2 separate regions of the Zea mays genome follow, and region 2 is linked to region 1. The links are chromatin contacts, called in public Hi-C maps. All regions are on one chromosome and are shown on one strand. Each heading gives the region's core, a stretch centred on a gene start, on an enhancer-like site or on the middle of the called end of the contact. The rest is flanking DNA. Distances are from core to core; before and after follow the strand shown. Region 1 holds the start of CNR7 (Cell number regulator 7). Region 2 holds the start of LOC100281334.

Region 1 (7,457 bases), core at 3,332-5,831:
TCCCTGTCTTCGACGTCTTCCTAGAGTTTGGCACGGAAAACGGGCATGGACGTACACATTTAAGGACTTCGCTTGCTGGTTCCAGATCATGCACTAGGTGGCATTGGAAGCAATTCGCGAGCTCCAACCGATAGTCTCATGAACCTCTGACCCACCCTGATGCTAGGCCAGTCGTCCTTAGTTTTTGCACCCTGTGTGTCTTCGAGAGGATCGAGAGTATTGTATACAGGTTTGCGGTGTCCGGTCGTGTTGCTGCCTGGGCGTGTTTCCACCCGTGGCCTGCCATATCGTTTTCTGTAGTACAGAGCCTACTCTGGGTTCTTCGTTTGCAATATTGGATTTGTCTAGGGAGATGCGTCATTCCTTCCCACACATTTCATTCACCAAAAGGGGAAGGGTGTGTTGTACCATGCTTCCCTCAATGGTCAAGATCATGGCACTCGACGAACTTCAAATGGGTGATTCGAGTGAGGCCCCATCTCCCTTCATAGGATCCAAGCGCGGGGTCCATTGGGGACCATCCTCATACTCCAGGTTCTGACTCATATAGTTGCTAGCCCCGTTTGACTGGGTTCGATGGCTCGTTGCCTCTCTTCGCGATAAACCATGAGTCAGACGTTCCCTCAAACTCGAACACGATTTAGAAGTTCCCTTGGCACTCATGCGCTAGGGTACTAGCCACTTTGGTGCCCACTTCATAATCACCCTTGCTCCAGGGTTTTTGGAGTGGGCGCAAACCCTTTATGGGCTGACCTTCAAACTCCAAACTTTATGGGATTGGTTGGGCCGCCTCGTAGTCATGGGTAGGCAAGGGTCCACCGTTTCTTTTGTGGTAGGTGGGAGACAATATCGAATATTGAAAAGATGGGTCAAGTCATCTTACCCTGTCATGGTTTAGGAGTAGTTGGACCTCGACACCGCTTCCTACATCGTGTGGCCATCACCCGACCCACTGGTCGGGCTCGTGGGTCACATGGCTCCGGGGCATACGTTACGTTTGTCCCAGCTCTACACATCGAAAATGGAAATATGTCAGTTGCTATCTTCTACTGCTTACTAGTGCGGGCTCTTGGTCGGGCGGCTGTAGCCTGGTGGGTCGGCCATCCTTGGCTTGACGTTATCTGGCTTCTTCCCCTAATTTTTTTTCTTAGGGTTTCATTTGCCCCCTCGTCGACGTCGTCCTGGGCAGCCATGAGGTTCTGGAGTCGCTCTTTGGCCAACCAAAACTGCCTGGATGCCCTCGTTACTTGTGGGCTCCTCTACGAGGGACACTATTTGCTCCCTAGCTTTGAAGATGTTCGGATCCACCTGCAGGCTTCGTGGTTTCATTCGTGCACTTCCATGAGCGCGGCCTCGCGATGCCTCTCCACCCCTTCTTGGTGGGGCTACTTCACCATTACAAGGTTCAGTTGCATCATCTAAACCCAAACAGGGTTCAGCACATGGCCGCTTTTGTTGCCCTATGTGAAGGATACCTCGGGATGTCCCCCTGTTTTCTGCCTTTGGTGCTACATTTTCTCGATCGAGTTGCTCTGCAAGCGGTCAACGCCTGACGCCCCGGAGAGGGTGACCCAAATCGGGTGTGTGGCCATCCATCTGCGAGGGGTACATTCAGTTGTGAATATGTTCATCCAACAAGGGTTGGCATGGCTTGTGGTTCTATTTGCGTAACCATAGGACTCTGTTTGCTGCTGGTCATGTCCTTCCTGCCTTCCTTCTCTAGGTGCCCCTGGAGGCCCTCAAAGCTTGGTATGGGGCATCCCGAAGGATCAGGATAAAAGGACAGTCGGGGTCATTGCTACAGTGTCAGTTCTCCATGATCGTGGGTCACGCTGGCGGGTGTGATCGAGAATTACCTCTGCCGGGGGTGGCTCCTCTCATGGCCCGGCGGCTACCGCTATTCAGGATGACTGTCGAAGCACTTGACTAAAGCCATCTATAACCCCCTAGCGACGCGGAGAAGCCATCTATAACCCCCTCCTTGGTCTATAAAAGGAGGGACCAACCTCGATAGAGACACGAGGACACAAGGATAAAGAGAACCACAGACACGCCGCATAGAGATGTGGGATCCTCCCCTCTCCCCCCTTCTTGTAACCCCTACTACAAGCAACCAGGTGCTGGTAGCGCAAGCAATCGAAGACTAGAGTAGGGACATTCTGCTCGAACATGTATAATCCTTGCGTCCACTAAGCACACCATCCGAGCCTAAAACGCGTATACACAAATTTACTCGTCACTGCTAGTTTGAAACATTGATAGGGGTGAATAGATGAAACCTAAAATTTATCACTTAAGAACAAAACTTGTTCCCGATATTAAGGTCAGGGCAAGGTATAAGTCAATCGGAGTGAGGGTAAGTTCAACTTGCAATATGTTGCTCTTATGTATGTGAGAAATTAAGTGTCAGAGCAACAATATATGATTGAGATGAAGATCAATGTCAGATAACATAGGGAGGAAAGGAGGAAACAAAACAACACAAGAACACGACGGTTTGTTTACCGGAGTTCGGTTTCACAATAAAACCTACGTCTCTGTTGAGGGGCCCCTAAGGACTGGGTCTCTTTCAACCCTTTCCTCACTCAAGTGATCACAAAGATCAAACTTGAGTCCCTTCGCTTTTCTCAATCGAGTGATCAGAGTCTCCGCAAGGCGCTTCACAACTTGAAGGCTCTTGCTAGCTTTACAATGAATGGTAGCCTTGCTCCAGATCACAAGATCATAATGCAACTCTAGCTTCAGCTCATTCAAGTGCTCCATCTCAATTCACTTAAGGAATGGCTATCTCTAGGCCCTATTTACTGTTTTGCTCACTAGAGGCACTTTGATCACTTGGGAATATTGCACTTATGTATTGGAGTCATTGCACAACTCTTGGATCTTGAATGCGCAAGAACCACATTAGCATGCCTATGGACCTGAGTATCCAAGAAAGGACTTCAACAATAGATCCACATCTAGTTCATTAATAGAACAAAGCAAGAAGAAATCTATGATTATTGTTGTACCTAAGACATCGACGAATCAAAGCCCTGCATCATAGCTCTCTACCTAACCATGGTGCAGATCCAGTCATGGAGCTACCTCCATGGATACCGAAATGCCAAACAATGCCAGCACAAGCCTACATCCTATGTTTCGCCGCCATGCCCATTGTTGGCGACACCGACACACGTCGATGAGGACCAGCCTCTGGAACGGGAGCGCGACAAACAAGATGTGGGAAATGGGAAAATTTCCCCATTGCCACGTAATATATTGGTCACCGAGACAAGTACCCATTTTAGGTTCATCATTGGAGACACTAAAGTAAGTAGGTCACCCACTTCATTCATCGACGACCCAAACCATCAAATGGGTATCCATATTTTGGCCAATCCGTTGGGGGACAACCTTATGTGGGTCACAAATATGTCGTTTTCTTAAGGAGAATCTTAGAATAGTCAAAACTCAAAACACGAGCAACTTGTATCTTGATTATTTGCCATCTTCCACTTTCTCCGCCTCTAAAGGAATTATTCCTTAGAGTTGTCTTAAGCTATTTAAAAAAACAGAATTTATAAAAAAAAAAAATGTTTGTATCCCCAAATGAACAAACTACAACAATGCATTTTTTTTATGAACCTAAGTCTAATTTAGTGTCATAAATTCTGACGTTGTTTTCTTATGAACTTGGTGCCGTAAATTTGGACTTAAAGACAACTCTAAGAGCTGATTTGGTGGACAGGAAATTGGAGGGGATCTATGTGGGAGGAATCCCCGCTCTATTCAAATTTGAATAAGGAGGGGATTACTCCCCATGGATCCCCTCCAATTCTATGTCCACCAAACCAGCCCTAAAGGGTTAATTTAATGGGAATTACTTAGGAGCTGTGGGAGTAGCTTGCATTGTTGCAAAAAAGGACTATAATATTGTGTGCGTGTCTTTGGTTATGAATAAAACAAAATAGATAATTTGCCATGTCTCTTCCTATCTCGTTTGCATTATTTTGGGGAAAAAAAGGACCGTAATAATGCGTGTGTCTTTGGCTGTATGCATGAATACAAAATAGACAAAATAATCTCTCCAGAGTGGAACGCTAAGAAATAATGGAAGAGACAGGAGGGACAACTAACGACTGTTAGGTTAGGTAGTATTTGAATCTGAAGTATAGTGGGATGGAGCATATCTCGGATTGGATAGAGTGACTTTAAAAAGGAAAATTCAGTTCCAATCATCCAGCTCTCTAAAATCTCTCGGATGAAACCGCTGGCATGGAGCTACTTCATCCCGATCACCAAACCCTACGTTACTCAAGTGACAAGTGGTGGGAGGCCAAACGCTAGCTGGGCCCCACCCTAGTGCATCCGCCAAGAGCACATGCATGCCCGTGCCGTGCGCGGTGAGCCCCGCCGCCGAGTTGGCTGCAGAGCTGCGGAGTCTTGGCGAAGACCCCGCGCTGGGCGTCGCCGCTGCTGAGTCGGTCAACGAGGCGTAACCAGCGAGCCAGCGACGCGCCTTTGGGTTGGGATTGGACCCGGTCGTCCCATCCCAGCCCCGCCTATGTAAAGAGCACCCGCCGCTGCCCAGCTCTCTCATTCCTGTCGGCAAGGTGAACGCGAGAGCCGACCGTCTCAGTGTGCGCGCGAAGAAGAGAAGGAGGAGGAGGAGGAGGAAGAAGAAGAAGAATGTATCCGGCCAAGCCCACCGTCGCGACCGCCAGCGAGCCGGTAACCGGGATGGCGGCGCCGCCGGTGACCGGCATCCCCATCAGCAGCCCCGGCCCCGCCGTCGCGGCCAGCCAGTGGTCCTCGGGCCTCTGCGCCTGCTTCGACGACTGCGGCCTCTGTAAGCACCACCCTAGCTAGCTAGCGAGTCGTTCGTAGCTTGTATTATTTCCTTCGTACATGCAGATCAGCATATGCATGCTAAATTGCTAACCGTTGCTGTTGCTCCGCCCTGCTGCAACGTTATTAGGCTGCATGACGTGCTGGTGCCCGTGCGTGACGTTCGGGCGGATCGCGGAGGTCGTGGACCGCGGCGCGACGTCGTGCGCGGCCGCGGGGGCCATCTACACGCTGCTGGCCTGCTTCACGGGGTTCCAGTGCCACTGGATCTACTCCTGCACGTACCGCTCCAAGATGCGCGCGCAGCTGGGGCTCCCCGACGTCGGCTGCTGCGACTGCTGCGTCCACTTCTGCTGCGAGCCGTGCGCGCTCTGCCAGCAGTACAGGGAGCTCAGGGCACGCGGCTTGGACCCCGCGCTCGGCTGGGACGTCAACGCCCAGAAGGCGGCCAATAATAACGCCGGCGCCGGCATGACGATGTACCCGCCGACGGCGCAGGGGATGGGCCGCTAATTACGCTACCAGCTCCATCGGTAAACTCATATGTTGTTGTGTTGTGTCAGCCAGATCATCGCGTACGTACGGGTATACTTGTGATATGTAATGTCAGGGACCGGCATGCCCATGTGTTTCAAGATATTTCACGTTCAAGTCCTTTCTGTCTGCTCACTATCCGAATGAAAACCATTTTCCTTGAATCTGAATTTTTTTTTCTAGTGCTTTTCTCTTTTCCTTTTTCTTTTTTCTTAGAACTAATAAGTAGCAATTAATGGGAGATGTTTAGTTTATAAAGGCTAATTTTTAGTCCTTCCATTTATTATATTTTAGTCCTTAAATTGCTGAATACGAGAATTAAAACTCTATTTTAGTTTCTAGATTGACAATTTAGAGGTTAAAATGAAGAGATTAAAAATTAGTCTCTAGAAACCAAACATCTCATAATAAACTAAACATATGTTTGTTTTAATAGCAAACATGTCGTAGTATATATGCATGTTGTATGCCGATGTAACCCTCATACACACGACTCGTTGTACGGTCAACTAATGGGGTGTTTGGTTTGAGGAATGAACTAGTCTATCATCTTCTCACTCCTCACTATTTTTGTTTGGTTTGTGGAATAGAATGAGTTGATCCATCACCACCTCATTCCTTATAGTTAGTTAGTTAGTACTAATATGAGGAATTGAGTCATTCCACCAAATTTGAGGAATGAACTCATGATGCACCACCTCAATTTGGATGGTTTGATTCCTTAAACCAAACACTCTATAACTAGACGACTTATTACTGTGGCTCGAAGATGTATGCAACGGCCATACTACCACACATCCTTGTCCTAGAACGTCTTAAAAGTCAGACTTCATCCGATTAATTAGTTTTGAGTGTCCTCCGGTTAAATTTGGTTTTCAAACATAAAAGAAGGATCTTAACTTTTGCCTGCTGCTGGCTGAATACATCTGAAGCTATATTAGCGTGATTTCCTTCATAACAAATGATGCAAATAATAGTCGTTTCTTATGAAATGTGAAGCAGATATGTAGACGGCAGCTGCCTACTTGTTCGGTAGCCATCTCGATCGGTGATGCCGCTCTGTCGTCATGTGGTGAGTGCTGGTGAGCAGGCGCTCTGCCTACTAGTTTAGTTTAGGGGAGATCAGTACAGAAACTTAACAGCTTGCGATTATTATACGACTCAAATTGCATCGTGTCTACTGATAAGGGGTGTTTGGCAACAAAGTTTTTCTGCAGTATTGAAGCAATACTGTAGTATTGAGCAATACTATGGTATTATATACTTTGAGGTGTTTGGAAACTCATCTGAAATCTCTGTATACTAAACTGTAGTATTGTAAATACTGCACTTGTTTTGCAGTTTTGGAAACTTTGGTCTCAGTCAAAGTTTTTTCTCTGTAAAGAGAGCGTCAGCTTGGTGCCGCTCTGGCTGATTGGTCTTAACCAAAGTTTTTCTCAAATACTTTGATGTATTGGATACTGTTGTATTCGAAAACTGAAGCATTGTAAACTATAGTAATGTCATGACTAAAGTATACTTTAGTATTTGAAAAACTGTAGTTTGAAAAAACTGTGTTCCTAAACATGGCCTAAGCTGCAAGTGTATGTATGTATGCATGGTTCCATGAAAGTCCACATCCTGGTGGCCATTCTGCGGTTGGAGACGAGACGAGTACTCTATGAGCAACTTGGGGCTCGAATTATTGCTGCCGTCGCTTGCATTGGAAAAGGCAGATAATAATGATGTACTAGTGTGCCTCTTAATTTTGTCCTTCAGTAGATAATAAGTACGTATTCCACAGACGATAAGAAGAAGAAAGGTACTTAAAGCCATTGACTGACTGATACAATGACTTATTACGCCAAAAAAAAAAGAAACCAGTGAGAGAGAGAGGGAGAGAGAAAGAGAGAGGGAGAGAGAAGGAATTTGTGCGGTCCTTCATCAGTCAGAGCACCCTTTGGCCTTTGTAAGTAAAGCCTTAATAAGCCCGCATCATCTGGGTCTTTCCACTAAGAGAAAGAGTGTTAGCTGTTCTCATGGCAGTAGATCATTGGTGTTCCTACTTAATTGGGGGTGAGTTCATAATTCGCACTGATCATCGCAGCTTGGTC
Region 2 (6,698 bases), core at 200-2,699, 160 kb before region 1:
GTATCCTAAGGAGAATTTCTGATCTAAAGATTGTTCGGTACATCCTTTCCTTTTCGAGCTGAAAAACTAGAGAGAGAGAGCTCTGCTGCTCATATGCTGATTGCTGATGGCGTGCCGAGTTCACCATGCACGCCTATCGGTGCACTCTGTCGCCACCGTCCTGATCTGGTACACTGGCGACTCGCCGCCGCCCCTGCACCACCTCCGGTTCAGGGCTTGCCGATCCACTGCTGCGCGGCCAAGCCAGTCCTCGGAGTGCCGGAGCTCAAACGGCGGCGGGCGGACGTGCGGGTAGTCTGGGAAGCGACGGCCGTCAGAGGGATCGAAGAGCGGGAACGACTGGCGGCGGCGCGCGCAGGCCGCGGCGTCGTTGGCCCGCAGGCAGCCGTCGATGACCCGGCACTCGTCCCGCAGCCGGCTCTGGATCGTCTCCCGCGCCGCCTTGCTCCTGGACGCCGCCGGCGCCGGCGCCTGGTGGCCGGACGCCGGCTGGGACCACCTGGCGGCGTAGCGGTCGTGGCACGCGGCGCAGAAGCTGCCCCGCCGCTCCAGGTCGAAGGCCCGCCGCCTCGCCTGGTCCGTCAGGCACGCGTGCGCCTGCGTGAGATGAGTTATGAATGACAACTGCTGTTAAATGCTAGGGGGTGGTGGTAGTAACATATGTGATTCTGAATGGTATGGCGATAATTGACCATGTATTCTACTATTTCAAAAAAAATACAATACTGTATTATCAAATAAATATCCTTAGATTTGGATACATTTTAAGAAAGAATTGACTTTGTGGTTCGAACAAGAGGAGTCTGATTGAGGAGGGGACGGCAATGCAGGAACGCGGGTGGTCCGCCGTACCTCGGAGACGATCTTGAACGCGACCTCCGCCTTGGGGTGCCTGTTCTTGTCCGGGTGCAGCTGCAGCGCTGCGTGCGTGTGCGTCCAAAACCACGGAACCAAACATAAGCTGTTAGCAAAAACGAATCAGACGTCCATCTGCGTGAACGGCGCGGCGAGATCGCGTGCTCACCGAGCTGCCGGTACCGCCTCCGCACGGCGTCCTCCGACGCGGCCTCGCCGATCTGCGCACGGCGCCACGAACAGGTACGAGTCAGAATGGGTGAATGGATCGGAGGGAGGCGGCGGCGGCGGCGGGAGTGGAACGAGGTGCTCACGGAGAGGACGAGGTACCAGTCGACGAAGTGCGGGCCGCGCGGGGACGACCGGCGGCGGCGGCGGTGCGTGCAGGACGCGAACGCCGCCGACGCAGCGCACACCTCCCGTGCCGCCAGCGCCCTGGCCGCGTCCGTCGCCGCGCCAGCGCCCACCATTGTTGCTAGATCGATCGGCCGCCCGCCCGCCTGACTGGTTAGTAGCTAGACTAGAACAACGACGATCCTCGATCGGCGGGGGGTGCCGGCCGTGCACGAGCAGCGCGGCAACACTTGCAACCCCACAACTCCGCTCCTCCCCACCCCAGTGGTGGCACGGCGGCGACAGTAATAGTGACCGGTCGAGGGCGAGAGCGCATGCACGTCACGTACGCGCGCCGTGCGTGGTCGTGGCCATGACCTAGCAACAGCAAGCGAGTAGGAGGATCGGATCGGGTGTACTCGGCACGGGGCCGCGGGCGGTTGCTTGGCTTGGGACGCCGTGCGTGCGTGCGTGCGAGTGCGACGAAAGAGAAATGCGTGCGGTTGAGTTGGGTTTGGATCCATACGCCGGGTCTGCGGGGATTGCGGGGGCAGCCGTTTCCAACCCAAAGAGATGCAATTCAGTTGGGTGTTTTTTCGATTAATCATCTACCACCACCTCCTTTCATTTCCGAAGAGATTAAATTCTAGCTGTAGCCAAAGTCAAACGATTCTAAATATAAATATTTTTATAATGAATGGCTATAAATAGAAATACTAAAACACTGTCAACAACATGAATGGCTCCAAATAGAAATACTATAGGGATATATTTTGCAATGAATCTAGTACTGTGCTTATTTGCTATAGTAAATAGTTTTTTTATACATAAATAAATTTATTCTGTAATCATGTTCTTTCTAGAATGGAAAGGGTCGATTATTCCACGCAGAAATCTTTGCTCCTATAAAACATCAGCTTTTCTGATATCCACCGTCGTTCCTTTTTTTTAAAAAAAAAAGTTATTATATTTCTTTCTAATCTAACCCGCAATCACCGGTTTTTCTAGTTTTCACCATAGTCCCTCTTGCGAAAGAGTCACACAGTAGACTTTGATACCAAATCACGACAACAAATGGATGATGGACCTGTTTGGTTCGTGGCTAACTACGTCACACTTTGACTAAGGTTAGGTGTTCGAATTGAAGAACTAAACTTAGGCAGAAAAGTTACAAAGTGTGGCAAGTTAGGCAGTGAACCAAACAGGCCTGATATACGTATACCGCCATGGTAGCAATTGCTTGACAAATTTTGGCATCAATCATAATTAGTATCATTCTTAGGTTGTCTCCAAACCTTACCCATCATATCTCTCATTCTATCTCATATTTCAAATTTCACTCTGTGAACAGTCTGGTCTATATTCTTTAGTGAAAAATAGTGTTTTGCACAATTATATACACGATCTGTTGGAGATAATCTTAGGGTAGCTAACTTTTGAATTGGTTGGTTTGGTACAAATTAAGTAGTTGATCCTAAGGTGGCCATCTACTCAATGTTTTAGTCAAAAAAGTATATACAATTTGCATTGTTTATTGTGCAGAATATAACAATTGTGTCGTCTTAATGCACTGATATTGTACTAGTTTGTTGTAATAGTAGGTACTCTTTGTAGTGGTATTTTCTCATGGATAGTAACTAATGTTGTCTTTCCTACATGACACTTCTGATTATGGTAATAGGTTCTTAGACATTATGGCTATTAAAATAAGGTTATCTACGAGTAGATGGGGAGAGAAGTTAAAAATGGTAAAAATGCTATACATAGGTCTACGAATCTGTAGTTGAGAATTTTTTATTAAAAAGATATTTAGAGTTGCAGATTTCTCAAATAAATGAGGCATTGATTTTTTTAAGTTTTTTATAACTAATTAATTAACTAAGGGGATGTTTGGAATGATTTCTAGAGCAAAACTTGAAGACAAGCTGACAATAGACAGTCAAACAAGAACCCTACTACAACATGTAGTATAATTTTTAGAGTACCTCTTTTAGTTCTTTTAGTGCTCTGAAATTCTTTAAAGACAATGTAGATATAAAGTATAAATATATTTATCTATGTTGTCACTGATTATAAGAAATAAATCTAGACTTTTGAGCAGAACTGTTTCATTAAGAATTTTGGAGTAAATCTACTCTAGAGTGGAACAAAGCCATGATACACATTCTCTAACTAAAAAAAAAACAAATATCCCTCATCATCGGAGTTGTTCCTTCTTCCTGCGCTGCACTTCCCACGGCTGCTCCAATGCATGGTTTCAAATCCCGCACGGTAACAGTTGGTTACTATTAAAATTTCTCATTAGCGTGCGGTACTAAACGAAAATAGACCCCGACGATATTATCAGAAAATTCGTTTAAAATTTTGAGTTTCAAAAAATCTATAAAAATGGGAAAAAAATCCTATAAAGTATGTCATATTTTTTTTTCAAAACTAATCAGCATTTATCGGTGGTAAATCACCAAAAAGCGCTTGGGATTCATCGAATACCGCCCGAGAATAGCAAATTTCATTTTTTTAAATTTGAAGTAAAAACCGTTCAAGATTTACGAATTCCGGTGATATTTGAGCGGTTTTTCGACTTAGCTCATCATCGGGATTTAGATGGAAGGCGAGATGGTATACCCTGTTCCAATGCCTGCACTTGCCAAGGCTATCTACAGGTTGCTTGCTTTGCTTGTCTTGTTTACCATGTAGTTTTTATGACAAAATTTGAACTCTAAAAATGCAAAGCGCACGTGAGACAGAGTACACCACTACACCTTACGCCTATCTAGGCGGCTCTCTTGGAATTCTCCATGCCAAGAAATAAGCCAGGTGTAGATGTGGTAGGAATCTACTATGGCTACGAGCACTGCTAAGAAAACAGCACCGGCGTTGAACTTGTAACTCCTTGAGCCGTGAGACCCTGACAGTAATGTCTCAGCAGCCGTGCTACCTGACAAGCAAGCAAGAACAAAAGAAAACCACAGTCAAAGAAAATGCCTTGAGAGCTGAGAGACTTGAGACTACCAACTAGTACTCCTGTGGACGGTCAGAGCAACTCCAGTAGCTCTAAAGACTCTTTAAATTAATAATTTAGATAGTTAATCTAAAAACTGCTCTCGATAGCTTTCTAAATAAAATTCCTAAATTTAGCTACAACTTATCTAAACTGATTTTATCTCTACATTTGATAACCATTTATCAACTACCCTAAAAGAACATCGTGACTTTTTTTGACATGGATAGATTCAAAATAAAGCTACAACCTATATCTAAAGAGCTATTGAAGAACCCATAATTTTTTATTCTCAAAGTTATTTAACAACTCCTTAAATATGTAATTTAGAGAACTGAAATTTACATAACTATGGAGCTACTCTTAGACCAGCCATAGATGCCTCCACTGCGATTTTATTTTTTAAAAATTACCTTTATTTAACTTCTTTTTTATATATAAAAATACATCCTCCAAAAACAAGGTGATTTTAAGGGTCTGTTTGGTTGGGCTGTGGCTGTGAAAAAAGTTGCTGTGGGCTGTGAGCTGTAGAAAAAGCTGCTGTATGCTGTAAGTTGTTAAAAAGCTAAAAACCGTTTGGTAGAAATCACTAAAAGTCGTTAAAAATTCTTCGATATATGTTTTCACAGTTCCATCCGAAAAGTCACTAAAAGCAGGTCCAAGGGTGCTTTCAGATTTGCACTACGAGAAAGTCGGCTTTTAGAAAAAGCTGCTTCCTGGATCCAGCCCTTTGGTTGGCTTTTGGCTTTTAGGGGGCAAAAGCCAAAGCCAAAAGTCAAACCAAACACACCCTAAGAACTTTGCGGCCTTTCCTTCCAACAAGAAGATCGAATCAATTTGGATGCGGCCCACTCCAGCCCAATAGGGCAGTGTGCGTTCCTACCACCAAAAGCACACGGTGCCGGCCCAACGGTACCCACCAGCGCCCACTCGAGTCCCACATGACGCGGACCCACAAGTGTTGTTGGCCAGCCGACAGCCGCCCTGTTGCTCATCATGCCGTGTTAGGGATGCCAACGGACTGTCGGACAGTACCATTCTATACCTATACAGATAAAAACAATTTATCTGTCGGATTACGCATATATACTCCCGGGTATAAAATTTTACTTATACTCGTACCCATGCGGGCATAAATAACTGAAAGTGAAATGGAAAAAATACGGCCATCTTATAGATCTTATGATCCAAACATATTTTATGGTTATATATGGACATATGTTGTGTCTCTGCAAAATTTCATGAATTTTTTAGACTATTTGTGTATTATTAGCTTCTTGTTGTAGAAAATTCATCAAAATACAATTAAATTAATAAAATATCGTAGCGTCGACCGAAAATTACAAATAAGTTACCAACACTAATAAATAGTCTATAAAAATATAATCTTAAGTTCCCACATGGAGATAACCTTATATCCCCACATGAAAATGATAGAGTCTACTAATTTGATATAAATTTAGATAGTATTTCAATCATTTTGGCCTAAATGTGTTTAAACAAAAATATTATGTGCTACAAAGTTATAGATCTCTTCGAGCTCTACAATTTTCATATAAACTTTATCTTCATCTAATTTCATATGTAAAAGTTATGATTTTGTAACTACATTATGCAGAAAAATAAAAACGGGTACCCGAATTCTAGGTACCCGTATCTGACTCGAATATCCAAGTATTTAGCGGGTAGTCCTTGCTTCGTATCCGATCCGAATCCGAAGCTGCACTATCAGGGTATTACCTGTATTCGCCCCGAATATAAAATAAAAAATACCTGAATCCGTATAAAAAAACTCGGGTATTTACAATATCGGTATCCGGCGGGTATATCCGACCCGTTTTGACCTAAAAATTGTTACATCAAGGTGATACAATAATCGTGAGACATCTCTGCCCATCTGGCGAGCACACCACCTTAAAAAGAAAAAAAGATAAGAGAAAAACACACTAAAATTTTGAATCCAAAAGCTAGATTGTCACCCATATGCCCAGGTAAAAAAATCCTCGACCACCTATGCCAAAAGTTGACACACCACTGCAACCAAATCCTGCATACGATCCTTCTGCATGATAGCCATCGAACTAAGCCAACGGATAACCAAATAGATAACATGCAAAGGAGTAGCAACAACTTTTTTTTTCAAAAACCAAATCATTCCTGCATAACTGTATTGAACAACAAAAAGATGCGACTCCAAGGAGAAAAAATGGCTTAAGATTATAAGCAATTCATCCAACCAGGTCCAAAACATACTAGCGACATTGCGAGGTGGTGTTAAACCTGATGCCACATATATGATTGTCCATACCGCTCTAGCAAAATGACACTAAAAACAGATGGTTAATTGCCTCTTCTTTATAACACAAACAACATTGTTTACTACCTTACCAATTCGTTTACCTAGATTATCTTTCGTTAAGATGATGCCTTTATGTAGGTACCAAATAAAAATCTTGATTTTTAGAGGTGCTCTCATTTTCCAAAATTTTTATTCAAGTTAGGGACATTA

What was found. A called contact is a pair of places that touch in the nucleus more often than the background predicts.
Region 2: a Hi-C map of ear shows a contact between it and region 1, with 1.7 times the contacts expected there. The contact joins the promoter of LOC100281334 here to the promoter of CNR7 in region 1. A contact is called at or near these places in 3 of 25 Hi-C or Micro-C datasets (ear, endosperm and leaf).

What each region holds. Positions count from the first base shown.
Region 1 is chr1:302,589,338-302,596,794 of Zm-B73-REFERENCE-NAM-5.0, reverse strand. CNR7 (Cell number regulator 7) reads left to right here and starts at 4,581. Exons shown (of 2, transcript NM_001157246.1): 1 at 4,581-4,831; 2 at 4,961-5,528. The coding sequence starts at 4,672. The coding sequence ends at 5,343.
Region 2 is chr1:302,745,071-302,751,768 of Zm-B73-REFERENCE-NAM-5.0, reverse strand. It overlaps LOC100281334, which reads right to left and starts at 1,449. Exons shown (of 4, transcript NM_001154252.2): 1 at 1,170-1,449; 2 at 1,025-1,076; 3 at 853-920; 4 at 3-597. The coding sequence starts at 1,325. The coding sequence ends at 121.